Linked DNA regions of Mus musculus: region 1 is linked to region 2. A link is a contact called in public HiChIP or PLAC-seq data. All regions are on one chromosome and are shown on one strand. The core of a region is the stretch at or near the end of the contact, and the rest is flanking DNA. Distances in the headings are between cores, read along the strand shown. Region 1 has its middle 52 kb from the start of Rmdn2. Region 2 has its middle 150 kb from the start of Qpct.

Region 1 (4,512 bases), core at 1,232-3,731, 360 kb before region 2:
TCTGAAGCCTCCCCTGCCAAGACAGCAGCTGGGGTGCGGCCTCCTCCTCTTTCCCTCACTGCCCACTATGGGGAAGGCTGGCAAGGAGCTGGGCTCCAAGTAACAGTACGTTTAATAGGAAGCAAATGTTTCTCCACGGAGGAGGTGTTTCCTCCTCAGAGAAGTTACAAAGAGCCCTTTCAGAGAAAAGAAGGCAGGCAGAGTGTGTGGCCACCTTGCTCTCTGCCCTGTGTAGCCCTGTACGAAGCCAGGGCTCTCTTTCTCTCCTCAATCGGACAATGTCAGAGGTGGGCAGAGACATGCGAAGCTCTGTCCCTTTGTTTACACCATATAAGAACATTCTTGAAGTTCCGGGGGGGGGGGGGTCATTGTGAAACCATGCTTTCTTTCTGTGGCTCCTGGTACTCAACAGCTTGTGGGTTTACTTTGTAGCCTCTTGATGGATCTTTATCAGAATCTCTTCATTTTCTGGCCACCCTCCAACCCCACCCCCAGTTCTTATATGAGGCTACTGAGTCTCTGCCTCTTCTTTTCATATCAGAGTTTATTCTTATTAAACCCAAAGCTAAACCCTTGGTCTTATATTCTCCACTGACCAACCTGCCTTTCTCTCATTGCACTAAGAGACTCACCCCAATCGAAACAGTGACAAGTGCAATTTCCAAAGTGCACAGCCTCAGGAGACCCTCGTGGGGGTGAACACACTCAGCTGGATTGGGTCCTTGGGTGAAAGTGAAGAAACACCCTGACAGGATAAGCAGAAGGCCTTAATCTTGGATGTGCACAACTCAAGGAAAAGGGCCGAAGGTTCAGCAGTGCAGAATCAAGAAGAAAGCATGGTTGTACCAATTCAGGGCAAGAAGAGAGAAGAAGGGAGAAAGATGTCATTTGTATGTCGTTAACTGATTGTAATCTTCCTGTCTTCTTGTCCACTGCCTAGCTCCTCCCTCGGGTAGAAGCAACATGAGGTCAGGGCCTTTGTTTGTTTGTTTGTTTGTTTGTTTTCTCCCTAATTTCCTGGACTCCAGAACAGCAGCTACACAGAGGTAGCTCCGGATAAATATTTGCTGAATGAGTGTCAGACACTGCTGAAAGTACCAGCAATTGCAAAGATTAAGCATCCCAGATGTTAGCTATTTATCCTTGATGGAAATAGATATGTTTGGCTCCTCTTCTGGCTATTCTCACCCTCTCCTGACCTTTGTAGGATCTGGATGATATGCTTTCACAGTACGGAGCTAACAGGAAGAGCAGGGCCAGGTGCTCTGTTGCCAGAGAAGGGATGGCAACAGTGACAAACGAGAATGGAGGTTTCAGGAAGGGGACACATGGTACTCACAGATAATGGTTCACATCATGATCAAAGGAGATCTCAGAGAGGCTGATAGTACCATTATCTATGGCCAGCTTCCCTGAGGAGAAAGGGGAGAGTCCCAGGAGGATTTTTAGAACTACTCTATGCCTTCAGACTCTGAGACACCAAAGGAGACCCGTGTCCAGGTCAGAGAGAAGAGCTTAGTAGTTAGAGATCTGGGCACAAAAATCACAAAAGTCTTTGTTGTGTATCCTTAGCATTCCCAAGCCTTCTCTTGTTTCCAAGTCTAGTGGCTGCCTTTGAAATGGCACTTCCAGGGACTGAAGGTCCAGAGAGAGGGTGGGAGTGAGGTAGAACAGAGAAGGTATGAAAACACGCCAGGACGGATGGGTGGAGGTAGAAGATGACATTTCTGCACTTCCAAGGGAGGTGCTGAGCTGTCTTGTAACTCCTCCCTGGGCTCTGCTGCAAGCATTCAGTAATTCAACCTATTGCCTGTTTCTAACAGAATTCTTTGTGGGGGTGGTGGCAGTCGTGGAAATGGTTGGTTTCGCTGGAATTCCATAGCTCTCTGGATGAGCTATGTGTAGAAAAGCATGTACTAAGAGTTTAGGGCCAGTTGTGCTGGCCTTAATTGTCCTATGGCATGCATTGGGGTCACAAAGGTTAATGCTATGATAGGACACAGGCCTGCCAGCCAGCTGGGGCTGCCACTTACTTTCCATGCTCTTGTTAAGCCCCTCCCTCACTGTCAAGGCAAAACACCATGGAAAACAAACTTTAGAGCCCCTGTCCACTCCCCTCCCATCTCAGCTTTTAACCCCTAGTTCTTAGCCACAAGGGTTCCTGGGTCCAGCTGATCTCTACAGGGCTGGAGAGCTTCCATTACAGAATCTTAGGAAAGTGCATATTACACACTGTAGTATGTTGGTGGGCATGGGGAGGGGATGCAAGCTTTTGTCTTCTGATGAGAAAAACTGGACAACGAAGCAACTGGCTCAGTGGGCTGCAGAGGGGGAAGGGACAGAAAGAGTGGAGACTCAGGACCAAAACTAAGTCGCTTTGGAGAAGGACTTAAGCTGAATTCCATGTGAATGAGATGCTGTGCATAGTCTATTTTTAGATCCTGGAGCATTTCTAAGAGGTAGAGCGAGATGGTTTGGCTGTGTTAAAAGACAAGTAATTACAGTCATTTATGGGCTCTGCTGCTTAGCATCCTCGGCTGATCATCCTCCAGGCTGGATTGCCCCTCTCGTGATTATCTGCCACCATTTCTTTTGTTGTCAGTTTTATTTGATTGCAACACCTGCTCATAAAGATTCTCCTTCTCCTTATGCAGCTTAGTGAGCAACTCAGAACAAAAGGAAAGCAGTTTAGGGATGGTTAGGGGTGCTGTCTGAGAAGAAAGAGAAGCAAACGCCTGCGTGTGCTGTAGAGTTATTTTTTAGTATTTGGGGTGAATACTGATTGGATAAAGCCATTAAAATGCTAAGAATTTTGTTGTTTTTGCAGCTTCCTGTATTCCGCTTTCCTATCATTACTACCATCTTATGTATGTATGTATGTATGTATGTATGTATGTGTGTATGTGTGTGTGTGTATACACATGCATACAAGCATGTATACACACACACACACACACACACACACACATACACACACACACACACACATAGTTCTTTGGTCCATGATAGCTTTAAAAGTTTAAAAAGTGCAACTTTTAAGGTACAAACTCATCTGTTGTTTTACCCATGGTTCTTTGGACATGACAAACGTTGTTTTCCCTTCTAAAAATATATCTGAAAGTTAAAATGCTGCTGGGGTCACTCAAGAAACCTGTGTCATATCAAGCACTGATCAGAACAAAAGGTTGTAGTATGTCAAAGTTAAATGGCCTTGTTTTTGTAGCTTGAAAAATGTATGTTGGGCTGGAGAGATGGCTCAGCACCTAAGAGCACTATCTGCTCTTCCAGAGACCCCTAGTTCAATTCTCAGCAACCACATGGTGGCTCATTACCATCTGTAATGAGATCTGATGCCCTTTTCTGGTGTGTCAGAATATAGCAACCGTATACTCATACATATAATAAATCAGAAAGAAAGAAAGAAAGAAAGAAAGAAAGAAAGAAAGAAAGAAAGAAAGAAAGAAAGAAAGAAAGAAAGAAAGAAAGAAAGAAAAGAAGTAAAGAAAATGTGTGTTTACTGCACTGGAGCCATGCTTTGAAAAGTAGTGTTTCATAGGTACATGTAGACATGTTGTTCTTTGAATAATTTGGAGAAAAGTAGGCCAATGTGGCCCTGATCCTTTCCCCAGAGCACCCTGCCACTATCTTTGTGCAAGGGTGACAACCTGGAGCCATGAGTCAAGGCTTCTCTGGCAACAGTAAGAATTTAGACAGAACTGCATATAGAAAAGGGGGAAGTGGAGTTGAATAGCTTAGTTCCTATATAATTTCATTAATGTCCAGCCAGCCAACACTTGGAATTGTCATATGGATCAGCACAGAACTGTTGATCAGATGAATGTATTACTGAAAACAAAAAACATACCAAGTCCTCTGACGTGGCAGCAAGCAGGAGATAAAAATCAGATTCTGGTCAGAATGTGGACAAGTTATACTGATCACCACCCAACCAAACCAAGACAAAAACAAAGACAAAAAAAATCCAGGAATCAGGAAATAAAATAAACCTAGGTAAGTGTAAGGCATGGGGCCTGTTCATCCCTGAGGAAGAAGTTAGATGTTGCTTTTCTAGCTTCCCTCGCAGCTATTTTCATGTGATCTAGACTCCCTGACTACAGTCAACCACACAAGGCTGGGATTTGGAAACTATGGAAATGAAGACACGTGCTTGTGCTGCAGCTACTCTGGGTACTGTGACATCCAGCAATTCAGGAACAGGCAGGGAGTATCCTGATCTTGGAGTTGGAGAGATTAATTGAAGTACCATGGGAAGTAGAACATTGACTTCCCAAAGAGATCCATGTCCAAGTTTCCCCAGTACCAGAATATGTACTTCAAATAGACAAAGGTGAGGATTTGGGGGTTGAGAGGCTCTACTGTATTATCTGGGTGGCACTGATAAAAGAAGGATGCCAGCATCCCTTAAGACCTAGATAAGGCAAAGAAAATCCTATGCACCCAGAACTGTCTGAAAAAGACTGTAACCCTCACAAAACCTTTTAAAATTTGTTT
Region 2 (4,554 bases), core at 428-2,927:
TAGTTAGTTTTGATGAAACAAATGAAACTATCAAAAAGAAAGCACAGGCAGATCATATAGTCAGAAGGGTTTCCTTTTAATTCTTTAAAATTTTATACATTTATACAATATATTTTCATTATATCCACTCCCCACTTTCAGCTTCCCCCACCCCAGGACTTCCCAACATATCTCCCTCCCAGCTTTTAATATTGTATTCTTTTAATTAATGGAAAAAGGCCTTTTTTTCCTTTTTAATGTCTTCCACACCCTGCAGCTCACAGACTCTTGTAGCTCTCAATTTTCTGCTATATTTTGCCCAGCTTGCCCCTGCCAGGTAATATGATGGCAAGATAATAAAGTCTAGGCATTATTTTGCTTACTCTGTTTTTCGTTTTTGTTTTTGATGGTTGGCTAATTATATTTGGAGGAGTACACATGAAGACTTGTTTTAGCTGTCCCTTTCAATAATAAAATAGTCAATATGCATTCTAACAGCCAATGAAAAACAAAGACAAGCCAGACACTGTTGAAGCAAGGAACTGAACACACATGCAGACATGGATGCTGGGGTATTTGAATACATCCATGATAAGGCAGCGGTCACATGGGGATAGCCAAAAACCCAAGGCAATAAATGAGGCTGTCTTTCACTGTGCACATATATAGATTGTGTTCTAACCCCAGGGATGTCTAGGTCAGTGAAAAATAAGTACCATCGCTTTGGGTGAGGGTGGGAGAGAATCTAAGAGACTTTCAGATCAAGAGGCCAGAAGATAACAATGTATGGAAGAAAGAACAAATGATGTGGAGAGTGAGGACTCCATACATAAGGTCTAACGAGCACTAGCCAGGAAGTAATGGAAATCTCTGCAGAAAAATCAATGGTAAGAGTGTCCCTCCACTTTATTTTAAAAACAAAAACAAAAAAACAAGAATTTAAAAGGCTATAGAAGTAGTCACGGACTTGGGGGCACAGTGAACGAAGGAGGAGCGTACGTTTTGACATCTGTGCTGTGCAGCTTGCAGCCTGGAGAAGAGGGGTGTGGTCTCGTGAAATAAATATTTACCAGTAAATTATTTGTGCTTATTTTCAAGGGCAATTACATATTTTATGCATGCTTCCAAGGGATTCAGATTATCCCCGTTTGATATTTGCTGGTGATGAGCTGTATCTAAAGATGTCCCCCAAGGGGGTTCTAAACTCACAAATGTCAAGTGCTCAGCCATCTAAAAGCAACAGCTCACCCTGCATAGGATGCACAGCACAGTGGGGCTGGGTCCTCCCTCCAGAGCTTGCAGAACAATAAACCATGATGGCCTAATGCAAACCAGAAATTCACAAGCCTGGGCTTTGTGCATTTACACACACTCCATTCCCAGCTGGAAAGCCAGCGTTTCAAAAGGCTGAGTGGATAATTCCAGTTGGAGAAGAATCAGCACTGAAGAGAAAAGTAGGTAGGGGGTGGGGGGTGGGGGGTGTGAGTGGAGCATCATCGGTGAGGCTGCAAAGTCAATTAAAACAATTAGAGGAGGCACCGTGGTAGAAAGCAGTTGATATTCAAGTCCCTCTCTTGCCCAGTTGTGAAGCTCAGATTCCTCTCATGAAATTCGGGATTTAAAAGAAGAATAAATCAGCAAAACGCAGTCGGAGCTAAAACTCGAATGTAGCTGTCCAGGGTTCACTCCCGTTGAGGCTGAAATATCTGAGATGACGGGAATATTTCTTTTTCCATGGTCTCATCAACTTAGGCAGATCGCTTGCTTTCTCAAGACAAAAAAAAAAAAAAAAAAAATCAAAATTTATTTCCCCAAAATACGACAGATACTTTTTCGGTCATTGGTATGTGGGTAAAACTATAATTTAGGTATTTTGAGTGTGTCTCCATGCAGAATATATGCATATTTAATTCCAGTGGCAACCGCCTGTTCAGCACATGGCAAGCATATGTTTCCCATATATTCCTAAGCTTCCCAACTACCCGCGAGGGTGGTACTCTTATTATCAATGTCTCCGTTTTTAAAAAATAAGACCTTGAAACAACTGTGAGAAGAACAGGCATTTGACAAAGTGTCACCAGTAGACTGTGTGGATCCTTTGCTCTGTTCAGGTGAAGATCACAAATAGGAAAATCCAGACTCCTAGATATTGCCAGCACTGACCTCCTGAGTGCCACAGGCTTAGCGAATGGGCTTTTAAACCTCAGAAACTTATAAATATAGGCCTGAGAACTAGAGACTTCTGGGTCCAAGCCTGCAAAACTAGAGGCATATTGCTTTATATATTTAGGGCACACCAGACTCTGAGCCTTCAGCCCCCGTAGCTAGTATTGGATGGAGCTCCTGGGTGTCAGGTGTTGGGATTCTTGGCTCTTAACAGAAGCTAGGGTTTCAGTTCCTGGGTGTTGTAAATCGGGACCCTCAGCTCTTAATTCTTGTTAGCTCTCTGGATCTCTTCCAGTGGCTACAGATCTCTGGCTCTGTTCTTCATGGCCTTCCGTAGTCATCGTCCTCTACCCCATCTCTGTACATCCACCATCCATTCTCTCCACAGTCTCTGTTTCCAGCCAACTTCGGACATTTTTCAACAACCTCCTGTCTCCCAACTTAGTCAAGCAAAGAATTATAGTCCCAGGACTCTCGGGAGTTTACAAGCCTTAAGATCACCTTCTAGACAAAGCCTCAGACAACGCAGCCTGAAGCACGGGCCTCTACGTGCTCTTAGCGTCACTGGTTCAACCCACTCAACCTGTGGCCAAAACCACAGGGATAAAAACCATTCTGGAGACATTTTTATTTTGCTTGATGTTTCAACACTAGAAGGAATACACAGAAGCCTTCCAGACTAACCCAACAGGTCTGAGAAATGGCATTTATGTAGCCAGAAAAGGGTTATGGTGTCCCTGTGCTCAGACTACAGTTCTACCAGTCAGTCTTAAGGGTACACAGTTCCCACCCCCATGCACCGCAGGTTCCGCATTATGCACCAATGGCAAGTCTCCTGCTGTCACTCAGGAAGTGCTCTCCGTCTCATCCTGAGGAAGAATAGCAACAAGGTGAACAGAGCCATCTAGAATTTAGTGAGTCTTGTCTTGGCCTGAGTAGAGTTTCTTAAACATGACCCAGGTTGCTAGGAGAGAAAAAAAAAAAAAAAAAAAAAAAAAAAAAAAACAGAGCAAAACTTCTGAAGCAGGAGCTGTGGCTTCAGCAGCCGCTCAGGTTGCAGGAGTCCCTGATGCTAGGGTGCATGCCCTCAGAGTGGTTTAGGGAACACTTTGCCAGAGATGGGGCTGCTTAGTTCATAGCTCCCCACTCGGGGAAGCCAGGCTTATAGGAAATGTCTGTCAAGTTTCACTCAAGGGACTAAATGGCTCACTTTCTACTTGTAAAACTTTTGTTCATTCATGGAAACAGTAATGTTAAAGGATGTTTATGGTAAAGGCCTAGGAAAGTAATATTCATAACAGCATTCGACATTACTTGGTCCCTAACCATATGCCATTAGGGAGGCCTATATCTTTCTGGTCTGTTTCTGTCTCAACAAGTCATAGTGAGGGTTTGAACCTAGACGGTCTAACTATAGCACTCACCACTCTGCCAGTACTTTGAAAGAGCATTGCAAGGTAGCTTCTACATAATTGCTTTACGTTCAAGCACAGAAAGGTTATACCAGCAAGCATGGAGAGTGTCAAAAACAAAACAAAGCAAAACCTTAGAATTCAGCAGCTCTAATACCTAACTAAATAGACAGAAATGTCAGAAAGATGTCAGTGTGATCAGGTTAGATCATTCGTGTGCTAGATCTGGCCCTATATAGACCTTATCAGGACATAAGATTGGATCTTGGTCACAGCAGTGGTTGCCTTGTTTTCCCTCCAGCATCCCTGTTCCACTCCAAAGCATTTGTCTCAAAGGTGTTTTAGCAGAAGGGAAGCCTCATGGTCAGGTACTTCTAATAACCAAATGCTTATCAATGTCAATGCTAAGAAGAATAATTATATGCTCATTAGTTAAGCTCCTATTTATATTTATCAATTATTCAAATGAGCCCTACATTTTAAATGCATCAATATGCATGAATTCTAATTTGCTGGTAGGTTGTTATACTTAGATAGCATCTTGAAATATCAGCTTATATGATCTCCTATTTTTTTCTATAATGTTTGATTATTTTTACATAAAGACAATATTTATCAGACTGGTATGAACATTTCTGGACTTACTAACTGTTCTTCTGATGTTTGATATTACTTTCTGCACCAATACAGAGTTTTAAAATGTAAGTAATGATAAACATTTTAAAGGAGAGGGGATCTATGTGAATTTAATGTTTCAGTACTGTAGGACTTTCGTAGACAGGCACTATGGCCAACCAACAGAGATTGGAGGAAATCTTTATTTCCTACAAAATGTCAACCTGACAAAGACAATCCGACTGAGAATAAGAAAAGCTTATTTTTTTAGGAAATAAGTTATTATTGTTCTCCATGTGAAACATGAAACACATTTCTAGGTTTAGAACTCTATGAAAATGTAGATGAATATGAAGCTTACCAATCAATCAAATGCTAAAAA

The links. HiChIP or PLAC-seq counts read pairs in DNA pulled down with a chosen protein or histone mark.
Region 1: a contact with region 2 is called in an H3K4me3 HiChIP or PLAC-seq map of embryonic basal ganglia, with 3 times the contacts expected there. The contact joins two enhancer-like sites. A contact is called at or near these places in 3 of 39 promoter capture datasets (the 3T3-L1 cell line, embryonic stem cells and liver), 2 of 15 datasets of contacts at CTCF or cohesin (large pre-B cells and pro-B cells), 30 of 484 Hi-C or Micro-C datasets (the 3T3-L1 cell line, B cells, CD4 T cells and 14 more), 2 of 115 datasets of contacts at active chromatin or transcription factors (embryonic basal ganglia and embryonic stem cells) and 1 of 9 other capture datasets (embryonic stem cells).

The regions. Positions count from the first base shown.
Region 1 is chr17:79,561,415-79,565,926 of GRCm38.p6, reverse strand. No RefSeq gene overlaps it. Among named protein-coding and RNA genes, the nearest start is that of Rmdn2, 52 kb to the left of the region's middle. Within about 2 kb of position 2,481, at least 22 of the 459 cell types and tissues checked have an H3K27ac peak or open chromatin away from gene starts, as enhancers often do. A contact at or near this core is called in embryonic basal ganglia, where this site is marked.
Region 2 is chr17:79,196,739-79,201,292 of GRCm38.p6, reverse strand. No RefSeq gene overlaps it. Among named protein-coding and RNA genes, the nearest start is that of Qpct, 150 kb to the right of the region's middle. Within about 2 kb of position 1,677, at least 18 of the 459 cell types and tissues checked have an H3K27ac peak or open chromatin away from gene starts, as enhancers often do. A contact at or near this core is called in embryonic basal ganglia, where this site is marked.